Linked DNA regions of Sus scrofa: region 1 is linked to region 2. A link is a contact called in public HiChIP or PLAC-seq data. All regions are on one chromosome and are shown on one strand. Each heading gives the region's core, a stretch centred on a gene start, on an enhancer-like site or on the middle of the called end of the contact. The rest is flanking DNA. Distances are from core to core; before and after follow the strand shown.

Region 1 (5,786 bases), core at 2,779-5,278, 170 kb after region 2:
ATCTGAGAGGCATCTGCAACCTACACCACAGCTCATGGCAACGCCAGATTCCCAACGCACTGAGCAAGGCCAAGGACTGAACCCACATCCTCATGGACACTGGTGCTATTCGTTTCCACTGCGCCACAACAGGAACTCCTATACACCCTTTTTTAAAGGATACCATTTTTCAGTGTCAGTTATGTATCATGCACTAGGAAGAAAGTAAAAAATGAACTTCACCTTCCATCATTAATCAAGAAAGTCTGCACATGTACATACACACTTCTGAGATAATAGGAAATTTCATTTTGATGTCAAATGATGAAAATCTGAGAAACACTAATCTTTGCTTAAAACAGTAATAAACAAATACCCTTTCAATGTCTGTTACAAAAGAACTTTATTTTTAAAGACTTTAAAATCACAAATAAAGGATATAAAGCATATGTTTATCCTTGCATAAATACTGCCATTTTCCATATATTTCAAGGAATACTTATAGCAATTATCTCTGAAAAACAGAGACTGGGACTGAGAAAGAAGTTGGAGGGGGTGGTGTTCTGGGAAGTTGAGGACTTTAACATTTTTCTGGGTTTTTTTTAACTTTGTCATAAAACTTATTACTTTCATAGTCTTTAAAAATGGTTTAAAATGTATATCCAACATAAATGAATATTGAAAAATATACCAGGAACTACTATGGATAGGAAAGGCAGGATTCCTCTGAAAGAGGCTACAAACTGAAGAGCTGTCTGGAGTCAGACCGGCCACTTCTACCACTCAAAGAGCTGAGCATATACTAGCTGCAGAAGTTGGGGAAGTTTCCTCAAGGGCTTTTAATACCATGAGATTTAAAATAACCTTGTAAGGGTGGAGTTCATAGCAACCCAACCCGATCCAGTTCCACTGAATCCCATATCCCAGGGGTAATATCAGGGTAGCTGGAAGTGCCCACTAGCTCCTGGCCCACAGAAGTTTCAAGCCATCCAAGAAGAGGTGACTTTCCTGTCTTTCCAGATTTATAGCAGTTGCATGAAATTAAATTCTATTAACTATACCCTATCAGTATATCCACCAACACAGATAGCTACCTTCATAATTTCAATAGAATATATTTTAAGCTTTGATCTTTGGGAAATATTGGTTAAAATTTGTTTTTTGGCTTTTGTTTTTGGTCTTTTTAGGGCCACACCCAAGGCATATGTAAGTTCCCAGGCAAGGGGTCGAATCGGAGCTCCAACTGCTGGCCTACGCCACAGCTCCGGGCAATGCCAGATCCTCAACCCACTGAGCGAGGCCAGAGATCAAATCCAAGTCCTTATGGATATTAGATGGGTTCATTAACCACTGAGCCACAACAGGAACTCCCTTTCGTCTGTTTTTAATTTAATATATTTTAATTTATACCACTTAAAAATGGCAAATTCTGGAGTTTCCATTGCCGCTCAGTGCTAATGAACCCAACTAGAATAGTGAAGCAAAAAACAAAAAAACCCAAGAAATAACCCTTGCTCCCCTCCCTGAGACTACTGCGAGGACTCGGGCTCCATCCTTGGCCCTGCTCAGTGGGTTAAGGATCCAGCATTGCCATAAGCTGTGGTATAAGTCACAGACACAGCTTGGATTCTGCGTTGCTGTGGCTGTGGTGTAGACCGGCAGCTGCAGCTCTGATTTGACCCCCAGTCTGGGAACTTCCATATGTCAGGGGTGAGGCCCCAAAAAGACAAAAATAATTAATTTTAGACAGGGAAAAATGAGACTCCCAGAGTTCCTGCTGTGGCACAGTGGGCTAAGAATTCAACTGCAGTGGCTCGGGTCACTCGGGAGGTACAGGTTCGATCCCCAGCTGGCACAGTGGGTTAAAGGATCTGGCGTTGCCACAGCTATGGCACAGGTCACAGCTGTGGCTCTGATTCGATCCCTGGCCAGGGAACCTCCTCCATATGCTACAGATGTGGCCATAAAATTAAAAACAAAAAAAACAAGACTCCCATCATTATTCAATATTTCAGACTCTATTGTATTGGATTATACAGATTATAAGTTTGAGAGCTGAAATTAAGACAAAAATACCTAGATTTTCATTTCAACAGCCTGCCAAACATAAAAATGAATAAATGAATAATAAAATCCAATTGTGCCCTTGGGAATAGTGAAGTAAAAAACAACAAAAAACCAAGAAATAACCCTGCTCCCTTCCCTGAGACTACTGCGAGTTATCAAGAAAAAAAAAAAACAGCAGTCTGTCATTCCTCACCACCACGGGAAAAAGGATAATCAATTATTTTCCAGTTAAGTAACACAAATGTCCAAAACAAAGATTCATACTCTCCCCATGCCAAAATTAATTAATTTCTGAGCATCTCCTACATGTTCTGCCATGCTTGGGAATACAGGAATTGTTGATCAAAACAATGTATAATCCACAAGGGCAAGAATTTAATATTCCTGAATGCCACAAATTTTGTCTCATTTAATTAAAACTGTAAAGAATTCCAATGCATATCTATTCATTACTACTAATAACATATTAACTATTTATTAAATATCATAAACATAACAAGTGAGTAAGCAACAGAAAAAGTGCAATCCTTTTTACAGCAGATCATTAATTTCAAAAGGAGTGTTCTACATTTTGCTACATTTGAGGTACTTAATTATAAGCCTCTGGAAGATAAAGCACACCAGTGAAAGCAATGTAATCCTGAATTTAAAAAAAAAAAATTGCAATCCTGAATATTAGTCTCTTTTCTCAAATCTAATAATGCTGTTTTAGCAAATGGATTAAGCCATTATTTATCCAGCACATTGAACGGGGCAATTGTTCATTCATCAGTCTGACCGAAATATAAAAGAGTATTTAGCGTTCTGAAAAAAAAGTATGCTCCGTAAACAATAGACTGCAATGTCTATGTCCAAGTGCTCCTTTATCAAATAAACCCTTATTATCTTAGGTTTACACTTTTACATCATGCCCGTCTCAGTGCCACATAACTCACTAAAACGTCTTCTACAAAATCTCAAGTGTATTTTAAAACACATCTTTGGTGAAGTTGACTTTTAACACATTCCCAACCTCATTAATAGCCACTCCTTAAGGGGGAAAATACTAAATACATGTTGTGAATGGTTAAAGAACCACGCCACATCTGTATAGGAAGTGATGTGCTCTATTTAAACCGAAATAATGTAGTGCACACCGCCCCCCCCCTTTCAAAGTTAGCCTGGGAATTTAGTTTACAACCCCTTAAAGGAAGGGGGGACCGTAACGTACTCGACCCGCCTGGTGGGACCTAATATACTAATCCCGCGGCCTCCAAGGCCAGAGAAAGTTAAGGGCTCGGAGGCCGGCAGCCGCTGCAGCAGCAGGTAGAGGAGCGGCCAGAACCGCGGCCCTGGGAGCGGGGGCGGGTGGCCAGGAGCGGGAGACCCAAACCCGGTACCGCAGCATGCATCCCTCGGCCACCTGGGCGGGACGCGCGCTCTCTAGTAATCCCACGCCCGTACTTTCAAACTGAAGGCCGGGGAGAAGTTCCGATGAATTCCCTCCTTACATGGCAAAACTAAATTTCTCCTACGCTTACATGTGTATTTTCAAACTGCCTGGAAAGGACGTGCCAGGCCGAGCCCAGGCAGGAGTCCGGGGCCGACGCTGCAGGCGGACCCACGCCGGGGGGGAGGAGAGGAGCGCGGCAGCGGGCCCGGGCCGCAGCCGGGCCACGACTCGGGCCGACGCTCGCGCCTCCTTCCAGCCCCGGGAGCTACCTGGCCGGCCAGGCCGTTAGGACAGCGGCCCACGCGGCGCGAGGCCTCGCGGCGCTGCCGCCGGACAGCTCGGGGCCCCGCAACTTCTCGCCGCCAGCTCAGCGTCTACGGAGCCCGGGAGCGGGGTGGGGGCCGGGAAGGCGCCGGCGCTTACCCGGAGAGCGGGCGGTTCTTCCCGCCGAGTGGGGCCGAGGCGCTGCGCGGCGGCGCCGGGCTCGTGGCTGTGGCTGGGAGGGAGAGGCGGTGAGGGAGCACTGAGCCGCCGGAGAGGAGAGGCGCCGCCGCCACCGCAGACAGCTCCGCAATATGGCCGCCCGGCGACTCCTCGGGGGGAGGCGGGGCTGCCCCGCGCCCCCCGCCCCCGCCTCCCCTGCCGCCGGGCCGGCCTCGCGCCGCGGCCCGAGCGCCAACGCGGCCACCGCCCCGCCGCCCGCGCCCCGCCCCTGCCCCGCCCCGCAGGCCCGCGGCCGCCCGCCCACTGCTCTGGGCGTCGCCCGGGGTCGCGGTTCGGGCGGGGACGTTGGAGCGCCGAGCTGCAGCTGCTGGAGCCCCAAAGAAATGGGGCGAGGGCGGGAGTGGGGGCTCCTTCCGGGGAGGCCTGGGCTCGAGCTGAGCCAGAAGCTCAGGGAAGGGGTGCCGTCCCGCCGCACCCCACCCCCACCCCCGCCTCATCCCCAGGGTGGAAACTTGAAACTCCCGCTGGTGCTGAAAACTCACCGAGGGTGTTTCCATCCCCCTCAAGGAGGAATTCTCCCCAGAGGGAGTCCAGAACTGAGAGGAGCGTGTTACTTGGCTGTTCAGCCTGAAAATCCTGGACCAGAGGAGAGAAACGGATTTTATTTATATATATATACACATATACATATATGTATATGTGTATATATATATATATATAAGTTTTTTGGCAGGATTTGCCCAACTAGAAAAACTTGCTTTTTCAGGGGCAATTTTTAACCCCCCACCAAAACCTCCATGGATATGAGCCCAATCGAGCGTGCGGATTTTTATCCAGGCAAGGATTCTTTTGCAGTTGGAGTAAGGCAGTTAAGAAGAAATTGTTGGAAGTGGGACCCCAAAGCACAGCCAAACCTAACTTATCCTACACTTCGTGAAAAGTTAGACATTTGATCATGGTCTCACTTGAGTGGTTGGGACTAGATAGACTTCTGGTCATGTGTCATGTACTCCACACTCCCTCTCCTCATATTTTCTGCTGGGATTCAGAGAGCAAAACTTGTTATGAGTATAGAAACAGCAAGTGCACCAAATCTGATTAACCTAGCTTGCCCTGTTTGCTGAGTTTACTTTTTATGAATAAACTTGAGATTCAAATAAGACTTCATGAGTGTGCTTAATTTTATAGAACAGATAATTCCTTCCTGCCTTCAAGAGTTTTTCCAGCAACTCTCTCCTCAGATTACTTTCACTAAATTTACTCTTCAGTTAAGTTTCCACCATTGCCCTTTGAGACCTCTCTAAACAATTAAAAGCCCCAAGAGTTAAACTCAAAGGCCTTTAGAGTGCAAATTCCTCAAGGACGGAACCAGGTGTGTGCGGTTTTTTTCCTGTGTTTTTTTTTTTTTTTTTTTTTTTTTTTTTTTGACTCTAAGATTACTCCCTCACCTTCTCCCTGGGGTGCAAGAATTATCCAGGTAATTGTTCAGCCTCCACAATAAGCTGCATGCATAGAGTCAAAGTATTGTGTAAATTCCTAGATAGGACACTAATCAAACAAAACTATATAACATACTTTTGCAGCAGAAAATGAGGCATTAACTATGCCTGGATCTGATGTGAAATGCTTTACATGACTATCTCTTTTAATAATTACAACAACCCTGAGTTTGGGGTAAATATTATTACTGAACTTTAAAAAAAAAAAGATGAAGAAAGGAGTTAAGTAATTTGCTCAATGTAACACAATTAGGAAGTGGCAGAACTATGACCAAACCCAGTTCTATTTGACTCCTAAGACTTGATTTTATCTTTTATTCTGCAACACCAAACAGACTGGAAAGTGTAACATTTCAGTCAGCTAT
Region 2 (5,930 bases), core at 796-3,295:
GTTCCCATGCTAGGGGTCAAATTGGAGCTACAGCCACCGGCCTACACAACAGGCATAGCAATGCCAGATTCAAGCCCTGCGTCTGCAACCTACACCACAGCTCACGGCAATGCCGGATCCTTAACCCACTGAGCAAAGCCAGGGATTGAGCCCTAGTCGGATTTGTTTCCACTGAGCCACGATGGGAACTCCATCTTTCTTTATTTTTTAAGCCAAGTTCCTACTTTGTTCTGCTACTTCAATAGTTGTCTCCTTAGATTTTTCTTCCATGCTTAACTATTTTCCTAATTCCCCAGCTGCTTTAAGACTCGAAATGCGTTTCGCCCACTCTTTCAGACCCTGAAGCCCTAAAACTTGGTTCCCCTGGCTATGTCTTTACTACCTTCTGACAAAAGTAGCCACAAGCTGAAGAGTCACTGGGTGTTATGGTCCCCAGTTCCAGTAGTCTGAAACCAACCCAAGTGCCCTCCATACGCCAGGCCCAGGAGAACTGAGGATGCTACAGAGAACAAGACAGACAGAGTTCCTGCTTTTGTGAAGCTTACGTTCTGATGTGGGGATACGGTAAAATAAATAAGCAAATACAATTCTAGATGATGAGTATCATGAATGAAGGCATGCTCCATCTTCCCCAGGCCTCCTGCTGACTTGTGATGCCTTCAGTTTCTATGAATTTCTTCTGCATTTGCTGATGAGAATGTCCCTGAATGTTTCCCTCAGTTAAAGCAGTTCCCATCAAACATCTTTACAGAATCTGAGCTTGGGTCTTTTGAAAATTACATTGTTTAAAAAAGAAAAAAAAGATAGTGACCGGTCCTACCAATGCTGGCTGGGAGTCCTTTAGCAATTATGGGATCTCCCCTTCCACATGATCACAGGAATCTTCCCTTGCCTGGGAAGCCCCAGACTCCACACATACAACTCATAGGACACCCTCAACTTCCTCTTCTCTTTCTCTTCCTTGTCAACTATTTGGAAAAAAAAAAAAAAAATCTCTGCTTATATATAGACTCAGATAGAAAAGCATGGACAAGTGTACAGGTCACCAATAAATACAGACTTTAAAAATGTTTTTGAAGAGGTAATGCGAGTACCTGATTTAAAATTCAAAAGCCATTATTGGCTATAGAGTAAAAAGTGAATCTCTTTCCACATTTTCTTCCAAATCATCCAGTTTCCCTGCCCAGGACAACACTGTTAACAGTTTCTTGTGTGTAACCCAGAGAGGTTATAAGCAAACACAGAGGCATTCTTTGTTTTTCACACAATGGTAGCATACTATATACAATGGTTTCCATCTTACTTTTTCAATAAACAATGGGTCTTGAAATTTATTCCATACATATAAAGCCGCTTCGCTCTATTAGGTGAATGGCATTCTAACATAGGGCAATACTAAAACTGATGTGCATAGTCTCCTACTAATGGATTCTGATTTTTTGAATCCATTCAAATGGATTTGAATCCATTTAAGTTGATTCTAATTTTTTGAATAGTCTTATGACAGAGCCTTTTAACATAAGATGCCTCTAAGCTGAAAATTTCATAATTCTCTTTCCATCTACCTCATTTTGTACATGTGTAATTCCATTTACCAATTTCCTTTTAAAACAACAGATGCTTGCAGAGGTGATGAGGATGTTTGGGGTATACTTGAAATTCCATGATGAAACAAAAATTTTGAAACTTCTGGGCGGGGTGAATGGCAATGACAGGTGTGCTCCTTGTCAAGAGGGAAAAATGCCACCTTGGGAGCATTTTTTATTTGATACATAGTGTGTGTTGTTCTCAGAATTCCCATGTTGATCAAATATGGTGAAATTAGGACAGCCACACTGTCTGGTTCAAGTAGAACCAGCACATGACTGTATGACACAAGCATATTGAAAACCTTGCTGTCTGGCTTCCCACAGGGTTGAAAACAAGAGTCACGCTGCTGGTATGGAATCGGTGGTAACTCATCAAAAGAAAGAAGCCCTAGGATTGGCCAATAGCACATATCTCGTGCCTTCTAGTTTCCTTTCCCTAAAAACTCACAATTAAAAAGCAACTCTAACCAATCACTGAACTACATGGGCAACAGTGTGTTTTAGTATCCGCGTCTGTCTTATACGATCATGTGCTTAGGAAGTGGTCATTTAGGGTAATACTCTTAAGGAAACTTTACATTTCATGGTTTTTGGAATTAACCAGAGCTTCTCTGAAGACATAAAAGAAACTGAGTGAAAAATCGCAGTAGTCCTGGCTACGTGTGTGAAGCTCTTCAACTAGAGGGAAATCTGGTGCTGGACAAAGAGCTGGAGATGAAGGTACATCCAAGGGACTATTGATCATTTCAACTAAGGTAAGTGTTTTGGCATAAATGGTAAAGGCGAGAGATACAGAACAAGAGCAATAATAACCAGTGGGTCTACACATTTTTCAATCAGAAAACTCCTAAGGACACCACCAGTAAAGCTCCAGACAGAACTAGAAGCAGCTTCAAGGGGTGTGTGCCAGCTGTGAACTCGATGTGACCTATGGGCCATCACTTTTAAAGCTCCTAGAAGTCTGAGAAAAGGTGGCTGGGCAATAGGAAGATCTAGGCTGAGGCAGTCACGTAGGATGTGGTAGGCATCTGAAACATTTTCTTTTAAGGTTCAAATGTGAATCTAGGTGTGAGGTAGTCTAGTTGGAAGCCACAATTTACAAAGAAAGGCTGGCCTGGCAACCATTTTCTGTCCTCCACACCCCACCCCACCCCCACCGCCCCGCCACCACCCACTTCCCCTAACCTGTTCTTTCCAGAGCATTTGCTTTTAACTAGTGAGCCTGTCCCAAGGCTTTGCCTGTTATGGAACCACAGTCCCTCAAATTCTTTATGTGTAATTCAAAGTCACAAGTCAGACCTGACTTCATAACTATAATACAAATGGGCTATCCAGAACTGATCATAGCCAACGGGCCATATTTGCCTAATGCCTGTTTTGAAGCTTTGATAGCAGACACTCAGAATTTGATGCTCAGTTTCACCATTTGCAAACTGAAAAATGGGGTCAGATTCAGTATCGCCAAGTTTTCTTTCATCAATCTGACATTCTCTGAACCCATGACATTTCTTTCCTCTATGTTCTCTTTTCCTTTTAAGCATACTTGGAGTAAAGAAAAGAGGAATTCCCTAATGGTCATCTATCTCAGAGCCATAGAAACTTATTTTTGTTAGAAATTTTGTCAACTCTGGTTGTATTTTAGAAGAAAACCATGCTTGGTTATTGTTATCACATGTGACCATTTTAAACGTTCATACCTTCTTTCTCAATAGCAGATAAAAACCTCATTTACCCACCTCTTTGCCTTTTCTAGATAATACTATGAAATATATCCACAGGCATATCCCCACTGTTACCACAAATACATGCCTAAAACCAAACCATTCTAAACGTTTGCTCAAAAAAAGTAGTTCCTCTACCCCGAGACTTCCCTTTTTTACCAGTCAGTGATATTACAGGTTTCGCATTCACGCCCCCTAAGTCATCTGGAACTTCTCCCTTTTCTTAAGTTCTTCTCCATCCAGTACATCCAATCATTGACAAAGCCTCAGAGATTTTTAAGTCACGATGTCTCACTAACTGGTCCCTTCTTTTCCTTCCTCACGATTTCTTCCTTATGCCACGTCCATTCACCCATATTGGCCTACACACTGTTTCTCTACTTCAGTCCTTTCCCTTCCCAAACCAGCCAATAACCAATACAAGAGCGATGTTGGTAAATCAGGAGTGTTCTCCATGTTACCTTCTCGTCAAAACCTTTCACGCGTTCCCCACTGTAGACAGGCTACAGAGAACTCAAACCCTCTCTGTCTAGGTCTGTCTGTCTGTCTCTGTTTCTGGCTCTCTTTCTCCGGCTCTCATTTGCAAATCTCCTTGCAATTTGACCCCCCTTTTCCTCTCCCGCTGTTTTTATCTCTACTTTCCAAATGTCCCTGGCATTCTATTTTTCTAGGCTTCTTGTTCTACTCACATGCCCTTCTTTATCCTCTCTGCTGGTCAGAATATGATCCATCTTCATTATCCAGCTTAAATCTACCCCTATGGAGCCCAGAATCATCTGTATGAATTCCTTCCGACTCCAACCTAAAGTGATTCCTCATCCTCCGAGCCCTTCATTGAATGTATTACCCAGAACACATATCTGACACAAAAATTCTCTTGTCTTTTTTAGTCATCTTTCAACTTTCATATGTCTTTATCTCCCAACTACATAGTAAGATAATTAGGGCAGTTGCTGAATCATTCACATAATGAATCCTGATTCTACAGTTAGACTGTACGTTTTAATCCTCACACTGTTATTTACCGACCTTAGACTTGGTCTCAGTTTTCTCATCTGTGAAATGGAAACAGTGATAGTTATTCCCTCACAGGGTTTGTGGGTGTTACATGAGAGTATTTAGGCAAAGTGGCCTAGAATAGTGCCTGGAACATGATAAGCATTCACTAAGCCTTAGCAATTATACTTACTCATGTCTCTTAACCTCCAAGTACATAGTATAGTGCCTTGGTCCATAACCATGCTTAATCGATATTGAATGGAATTTAGTTGAGTCAATGGAGGGAAATAAGATAGACTGTGTGGGTGGAATATCGTGGAGTAGGGGAACTTCCTGGCATCAGTAAAATCATGCCACAGATGCCGTCACTTATTGTTGTCAGCCAGCCAGCCTCTTTCTAAGTTCCTGCCACTCCCCAATACTGCTCAAGAGACTTCTGAGGGTTTGGCTCAGTGAACAGGGAGTGCTTTCCCAAGCATCCCTCCCTTCCTGCCAAGTCAAACCAACCTGGCTGCAGGGAACAAGGTGCCAAGTTCCTAAGGTGATACTAAAAATATAGACCAGAGAGTTCTCATATGCCCCCAAAGAAGCCTACCCACCTGCTATTTCATTTGCTGGGCCGGAAGACTGGCTGCTGAAGTGGAAAAGCAGGCTCAGGCATTGTTCTCCTATCATCTTGCAGTGTCCGAGGGCCAAGGGTACCAGCCAGAAGGATGCTCTCAGCTGGTACCACATCATCCATAGCTAAAAAGCAACAGATGCTGGTCAAAGAAATGGGGACATTTGTACTGCTCAATCGAGCCATTAAATCAGGGTTTGGTTGTTTGTTTTTTAATAGAGAAACTATAAAGTTTGAGCCTCAGTAAGCATCATAAGTATCACTACCATTATGCAGCCCAATCAGATTCAACAGATCCAGTCTTACACCAAGTATGCCCCATTGAAAACCATTTAGACAGGTAAGAAACAATTTTATTAAAGGTGGAAAGTGTGATCAAAGGTGTGAACTTTGGTCCAGTGAAACAAATATGTGCTTTGGATGCAGGCAGACCTAGATCCTTCATATTCAAGGTGTGTACTTTTGAGAAAATTTTCTAATCTCAATTTTCTATAGGATAGAGAGAATTATAACACCTAGCTCACTGGCCCTGGTGACACTTACATGAGATAATGCACTTCTAGCAGCTGGTCTGTGGCACATGGTAGGGGCACAATCCAGGGATGTTCCTTTCTTTCTCACTCCAAAAGCAGATGCATCCTGCCCGAAGCTAGAAGTGAGGCGCCTGCTGACAATTCCACAGGCTGGTGAATGAGATGATTTGAATCTTTCTGAAACGTTGACCTAGATTGTGCTGGGTGTTGGACAATTCACAGAAGTAGAAAGGTCCGCTGCTCCCAGTGCTGTTCGAACATGCGACTATGGAGCCCACTTCTGTGCAGAGAGCTGTCTCCTCCCAACCTCCCAAATGGGATCTGGATTCATCCTGGCTTTCACCTCGATTTTGACATGTTGCCATTTCCAACAAGGCTAATTTCCTTGCTGAAAGAAGGCCTTCCCCTGGGTGAATTCGCAACAGCTTCATTTGTTTAAAATCCCTTATTGGTCTTGCCAATGCCGGGT

The links. HiChIP or PLAC-seq counts read pairs in DNA pulled down with a chosen protein or histone mark.
Region 1: an H3K27ac HiChIP or PLAC-seq map of alveolar macrophages shows a contact between it and region 2. The contact joins the promoter of RDX here to the promoter of ZC3H12C in region 2. A contact is called at or near these places in 1 of 47 Hi-C or Micro-C datasets (embryonic fibroblasts) and 1 of 2 datasets of contacts at active chromatin or transcription factors (alveolar macrophages).

What each region holds. Positions count from the first base shown.
Region 1 is chr9:38,295,533-38,301,318 of Sscrofa11.1, forward strand. RDX (radixin) reads right to left here and starts at 4,029. Exons shown (of 14, transcript NM_001009576.1): 1 at 3,902-4,029.
Region 2 is chr9:38,131,395-38,137,324 of Sscrofa11.1, forward strand. It overlaps ZC3H12C (probable ribonuclease ZC3H12C), which reads left to right and starts at 2,046. Exons shown (of 6, transcript XM_021102346.1): 1 at 2,046-2,344.